Linked DNA regions of Arabidopsis thaliana: region 2 is linked to region 1. A link is a contact called in public capture Hi-C data. All regions are on one chromosome and are shown on one strand. The core of a region is the stretch at or near the end of the contact, and the rest is flanking DNA. Distances in the headings are between cores, read along the strand shown.

Region 1 (3,378 bases), core at 390-2,889:
TCATACTTATCATTAGTAATATTATCATCACATATTATCTTTTTTTACAGGATGAAAGTTGAAATGCGTATTCATTCAAAAAAAAAAAAAAAAAAAAAATGAATGCGTGATATACCTCTCCAGACTATTGGTGAGGCTTTCGGCCTCAGAAAGAGATGCGTATCTATCACAAGTGTCATCTAGAAGTACTAAAACCGTAAAGTACTTAGCCAGCATAATCCGCTTTTGTGAGAATTTTGGCTCGAAGTACATCGTTATTGCAAAGAAATGATTCTCCACGATTACGTATTTGAAGTAAGGTGGCAAGTTAGATGCAAAATCGTGTTCCTTGTACCATCTTGCAATAATAATAAAAAAAAATATTTTGATCAGAATAAATTAATTAACGGACTGTATGTGAAGCCATTGCAGCACTAGTAATTAAGGAAATCATAACATACTTTGTAACGACCTTGAGCTCTTCAAGGTAATGGAGCTGCATTAACTTGAAATTGAGCTTCGCAAATTTTAGCAGTATTTTGTCGTGATCTTTTTCTTGTTCATAGAATGAGATATATTCCACAGCTACTAACACCTCCATCTGTTTATGCTGAGATAGTCCTAGAGCATTTCGTATATGTTTTGAGAGATGAGGTGGGCACCTCCCATCTGCAGCTAACAACTCCAAATTGCTCGATGTGAAGCTCAGTGCTTCTTCCATTATATACTCTGTAGTCGTTCTCAATTGCGCGGCTTCATACAAGGCCAACAAACCCTTAGCGTCCCCACTAATGCATCCTTTAAAATTTCCATCGTTTCCTTTGAATTTCTGAAATATGTCTGTTAGAAAGAAAAAAAGAAGGATCTTGTTATATACATATATCAAAACTTGTACCAATCCATCATCATGACTAGTCTAGCTAAAATGTCTTTAATTACCGGATGACATATGGTGACCGTATGTCCTTAAAACCAAAAAGATGATTGAAATAGTATACAAATTATCTTCACCAGCCATCATCTCTTCTATTGTTTCGAAACCCTCTTTCAGACACTCTTCAATCTCATCTTCGAAGTGATAAGCAAGACCAAGGCTAACCAGCAAATATACCATAAGGATTTTTTTCTTCGTCGATTCAATGCCTTGGGAAGACATGAGTTCCTTCTTCACGTTCGGTATAATCTTATCGATCTCTTTCCTAAGCGCATCCATTTCCTATAAATAAAAATGTACAGATATGTATTGACCTCTTACTTATATATACTGGAAGGTTTTATATGTAAAATATGTTAAAATACTTTTAACAATAAAAACATAGCTAAAAGACTCACCGATGCATCTACCGAGACAGAGTCGAAGCGATTAGTCCATTCAGAAGGTGGGAACTTTTGGAACTTACGGTTACTTTCTTGAGGATCACGAATCAGAGCTCTAGTTGCCTTCAAACGGACAAGATTAGCAGGCTTAACTGGACATGCTGTCGGTGGAAATCTGACTGGAGTTAAATGGGTACGAGGAGAAAGAGAGATTTGGAATCCAAATTTTGGTGAAAAAGTTTTTATGGCTTCCATTTTTTCTGTCAATGGTTTGGATACATTTCACCCCAAATTTATAGGCACATCGTAGTTGCTTACCCGACAACAGCGTCGTGGTCACAAACTCAACAGGGGGGAAGAACAATTTTCATTTCCTTAACATTTAATTATTTTTGTTAATTTAAAAAATGCTTTTAATACATGTGCCATATATAATATTTTTATGACCAAGTAAAGATTTAGAAATATCGCAATTTAATTGTTGTCATGAAGCTTATTGCTAACGTCAGGTAGTTCATGTAGGTTAATTTTGATATTTTATCGTTCAGATTAAATTTGGCATGGTATTAAAGACCGCTTAGAGGGAGCAAATTAATTAATTTGCATAAAACTAAAAAGTTGAAAATGAAACTCCCAGAAGCGTTTGCCATGGAAAATGTGAGCGAAGCAAAGCTGGTTGTTGGCATGACAATTAGAAGAAGCAAAAAGGGTCTCATGCTGTCACAAGAGAAATATTTGAAGAATGTTCTTACAAGGTTAAACATGGATAACGCGAAACGCTTTAGTAGTGATACTCCATTTGCTGGTCAGTTTAACTATCCAAAGATCAATCATTATCGACAACGAGATGTTAAATATGTAACATTAGATATTATACATGCAATGGAAGTTACTAGCATATTTCTGAGTAAATTGGGTAAGGAACTTTTGGAGACGGTTTTAAAACGGCACTTGAAGTTCAAAATTATATATATCAAAAATTCTCACACAAGGTAACAAAATTATGTCAATGCCAACAATGGAGGTGATGCTGAGAGCACATCGAGCGAGTAAACCAGTAAAGTTATGTATACAATAAAATTTAGAAAATAAAAATATATAAATTCTCAAAAGAGATCTGCAGATTAAACGTGTCTAGAAAACAACTTTGGCACCAAACAAAGCTATCATATGTAAATAGATATGAGATATCAAATACACATATACACACACTGTCCAAATCCATCATGTGAAACAATTATTGCAAAAGAGGAAGAAGACAGAAATCTGGGATTCGCTTATGGCTTGGACTAGAGTCAGAAATCTTTCTTCCCCGCGAACTCTTAGACTTTTGCTTGCCCAAGCTTTAGTGTATACTGTTTGGAGGCAGAGGAACAACTTGATGCACAATCAGATCAGGATTCCGCCTCAAGCCATCTTTAAGGATATAGACCGTCAAATCATTAACTCGATAACGGCAAGAAGACACCTAAAGAATTTTAGAAGTCTTATGCAGCACTGGCTCTATTAACGGATTTGCAATCCTACAGTTTCTGTTTATTGTCGCCTTGGTTTTTTCTTTTTTTTGACAAGGCGCTTTCTCTTAGGTCTTCATCTTTGTAACACCTAATTTTCATCTAATGATATTTACTCTCTTAGCAAAAAAAAAACAATTATTGAAAAATATCAAATGCCTGCCATGTGAGTCGAAAAGGCTAGGAAAAACTATTACTGATCAAGAAATCAATAGAAAAAGACCTTCTCAACATTTGATAACCTACTTAACTTTTGCCTATGATGTTTTCTTTTGTTTTTTAGTTGGAATAAATTTCCTTTAAATTATGGATCACATTATTGAAGAATATGCTCAAAATCTGGTGAATACGACGACAATGCCAACCTATGTAAAGACTTTAAGAATATTTTGAAATGCGTTAAATGGGAATATAATAGTTTGTCAAAATTATTTTAGTCTAGTGGTAAATTTTATTATAGTCTTGAAATGACTCCCACTAGAGTTTGTTTTGGCTTAAGATTAATTTATTGGGTTGCTTTTTCAATGAACCAGCTCACTTTAGGTTTAGGATTTGTTTAGTGACGATG
Region 2 (3,378 bases), core at 574-3,073, 470 kb after region 1:
AACAACAATATAACATTGACTTGCACTATTCAACACCATTCTCACATTCTACCCCAAAAAAAAAGTGCTTTATCTAACAACCAAGTTAATTACTATTCTTGAAACCCTTAAAAAACGTTTCTTCCTTTTGTCGTTTAAGAAAATCTTTAGTATAATGTGATAGGATTACTCAATAACTTGATTGGGCAGTTTTAGCATCAATTTTTAGTCTTACTGACAAAATCTTTTATGATGTCTTTTTAGTTTCTAGTATGTATAAAACTGTTTACATGTTTTGAAAAGTGATCTTGAAGACTATTATCAACCGTTACTTAGCAAAAGTAAATATGTGGAAAATGAAAACCAAACATATGTCATTTAGTCTAATAGAGATAGTGGAGAATGAACTAACCGAGATCAGTAGCAGCCAATCTAACGTAAAGATCTTGACCACCTTTGGCATAATTCCTGATATCAAAAAGCTCTCCGGTCCAAGTCACACAACCCGACCCGCTACCCCGGATATCCGTATTCGCAAACGCCGTGCAATTACAATCTCTTAAACACTTCTGTTCACATTCTTTCACACCAATTCCTCTGTCCACACTAGCCGTGGTAGTATCCGGCAATTTCATTTTCTTCAACCGCACAAACCCATCTCCGCCACCACAGCTCAGTAGCGTCTTCCTCACGCAACCATCCGACCCGTCTCTCAATCCCCACACTTGAGGATTCCTCGGCTTAAACCCTTTAATACAATTACAAACAGGTGAAGTGTTCGAGTCGCAATAACCGTAAACACCACACTCTTTGTACTCATCACATTGGTCTTTTGGTGCGTACCAGAATTGGTTCCAATTCTGTGCTGTCTCAATCCAAGTGAATCTTTGTAACAATCCTGAGGAGCTTATGCTTAATCTCGAGTAAACGTCGCTTTTAGTGATTCTAAATGAGTAAGTCACTTCTTCTTTACTCGTAGTGAAATTGAAAACCATGTATTCAAATGGTTGCATCTCCGGTACACCACTAAACCGGATTCCATTCCATGGACCACTCCGGTACATTCGTGATTCTCTGTTCCATAGAAAAATCTCAGGGAAGCCTTCGGTTTCGAGTTTGAACGAGAAATCTCCACTTGATGGATCATCTGGAGATTTCCATGATCTAATGAATCTGTTGAACCCGGTTTTGGCATCCCAGCCAAGTTTCATCTCCGGAAGTAAAGTATCTGTCGGAAAATCAAAACTCTGCCACAAAACTCCATCTGGAGCGCTGTTCTTGGAGTCTCTGAGCACAAAATTACCATTATCAAGAAGCTCTGCCACCAATGGAGATCTCACATCTCCTCCGGTCAGATTCGTCGACCAAACCGGTGTATCGGACTGATCCAAAACGACAAGATTACTGTCGGAGATTTTGAGAGTTCCGATGGAACTAGAGAGAGGAGTGTCTCTGTTTGCAACCCATACGTAGGTTCTCTTAGAGATTGCCTTGTACCAAATTCCAAGATACCAACGAGAATCTAAACCGGGTTTGAAGAAACCAAGCTCGAAGACATTACCAGGAGACACAATGGTGTTATTGCTTGAGATAGTTAGAGATTCTGAAGCCGACAAAGTGTTGGCAGAGATAGAGTAAGCAGGGAACAGAATTAAGAGGAAGAAGAAGAAGAAGGTGTAAGAATGGTAGAAATTTGGTAAACCTCTCATTTCTCTAAACCAAGTTTTTTGTTTTTCACTCTTTCTTGAGAAAAGTATGAGAGTTTATTTCCATTGGAGATATCGGACATGTTTTGTGTAATGTGTGAACCTTACGTAACCGATTTTATTTCTGTCAATAATATATTACCTTGCTTTTTTTCTTTTCTTGGTCTTCTTGTTCGCATTTGGAAAAAATATCTAGTTATGTACTATGTGTACAGTCCAATTCATAGTTGACCTAGCAAATAAAAAGTCTTCTTCTTCTTTTTTTTTGTCAGGCTTTCTTTCCTTTTCCAATAGTCATTTTTACTTCATAAATTCAGAATTTTTCTTCAAAATATGATATTATTGATGACCATTTTTTTTAATAAATTACTTAATATATTGCTTTTTCGTATTTTATTATCAGTCAACCTTTTGTATGCATGCTTCGAGAGTTATATAAATTTCAGTGTTCTTTTTCGTAATAAATAACTCAATTTTTTTTTTATCCTTCCCAATAAGAACTTCAATGTTAGTATTCATCAAACAAACCCTACTTTAATTTATTTCCGCATTCTCCGAAGACAAAAAAGAAAGGGGTCGTTTCACGTTTTCCTGACTTTTTCTTTTTTTCTCTAACTCTAAATAATTCATCATTCCATTCAATTTAATAATGAGTCTACATTTGAATTATTCATCACCAAATATAATGTTGTCCTATGCATTTTGTTTGACGATTTTTGGCTTTGGAGCTTGGAGGAGAGGAAAATTTATGTTAACACGGTTTTAGGTATATTATATAAGTATGAAATACGAAGACCGAATACTCTTTTCACCATCAAAACAGTACTAATTACCATAGTCAACGCTCCAAAAGTCTTATTTTTGAACATCCTCATAATTCTTCGTTCCTCGTTTGATTTATATATAATAACTCTATACATAAAAATCAATCACATTTTAATTAAATTAAACACAATAATCCTACAATATTTGAAACAACTCACCTATATTTAATAGAATGAAAAACAATTATTATGATCCTCATTTCAAAACTAACCTAAATATTTTAAGACTACCACCTTTGTTATAGTATAAACGATTTATTTGAAGATTTATTTCAGATAAATGCTTTTTGATATTTTATCTGTTTTCATTTGTTTATACTTGTAAATTGATCCATTGTGATATTTTTGAAAAAGAATAGTGTGGTGATTTTTTCAAAATATCAACATCATACTGTAATAAAACCCCATTTGTAATGTTTCACTTTATGAACAAAATTTCAAGTTTCAACAACCATTACTCCATTATCCTAATTAACCAAAAAATATTATACGTTTTCACAACAATTATATAAAAAAAAACTTTACAAAAGAACAAACAAAAGAATCTTATCGTCCAAGAACAACCGTTGAAGTGATCTCATTAGAAGAAACGATGTATTGTTGGCTCGAATCAAGAGCAAAGTTGACATCAATGGAGTTTCTTCTGGTGGAAGTAAACGTTGGTTGTCTAGGCGCAGCGAGCGTCGCTGTGTCACTCTCTAACATAAGCAAAACTGAAGCCATGTTGGGTCTCTCCGCAGCCGAATCTTGAACACATAGCATCGCTACGTGTATGCATCTCAAGGCCTCTCGCTTACTGCATGTGACCCTGATCTTAGGATCCACAAGCTCCTCTGATCTCCCATGAGTATACAAATACCAAGCCTGCA

The links. Capture Hi-C pulls out chosen DNA fragments and counts their contacts.
Region 2: a contact with region 1 is called in a capture Hi-C map of root, with 8 times the contacts expected there. The contact joins the promoter of RK3 here to the promoter of AT4G20210 in region 1. A contact is called at or near these places in 3 of 26 Hi-C or Micro-C datasets (root, seed embryo and seedling) and 3 of 3 other capture datasets (root, seedling and shoot).

What each region holds. Positions count from the first base shown.
Region 1 is chr4:10,916,732-10,920,109 of TAIR10.1, forward strand. It overlaps AT4G20210 (Terpenoid cyclases/Protein prenyltransferases superfamily protein), which reads right to left and starts at 1,640. Exons shown (of 7, transcript NM_118140.3): 1 at 1,312-1,640; 2 at 919-1,195; 3 at 441-819; 4 at 116-337. The coding sequence starts at 1,551. AT4G20220 (Reverse transcriptase (RNA-dependent DNA polymerase)) reads left to right here and starts at 1,945. Exons shown (of 4, transcript NM_118141.1): 1 at 1,945-2,212. The coding sequence starts at 1,945.
Region 2 is chr4:11,391,403-11,394,780 of TAIR10.1, forward strand. RK3 (receptor kinase 3) reads right to left here and starts at 1,824. Exons shown (of 7, transcript NM_118258.3): 1 at 392-1,824. The coding sequence starts at 1,688. It overlaps B120 (S-locus lectin protein kinase family protein), which reads right to left. Exons shown (of 6, transcript NM_118259.4): 6 at 2,893-3,373. The coding sequence ends at 3,056.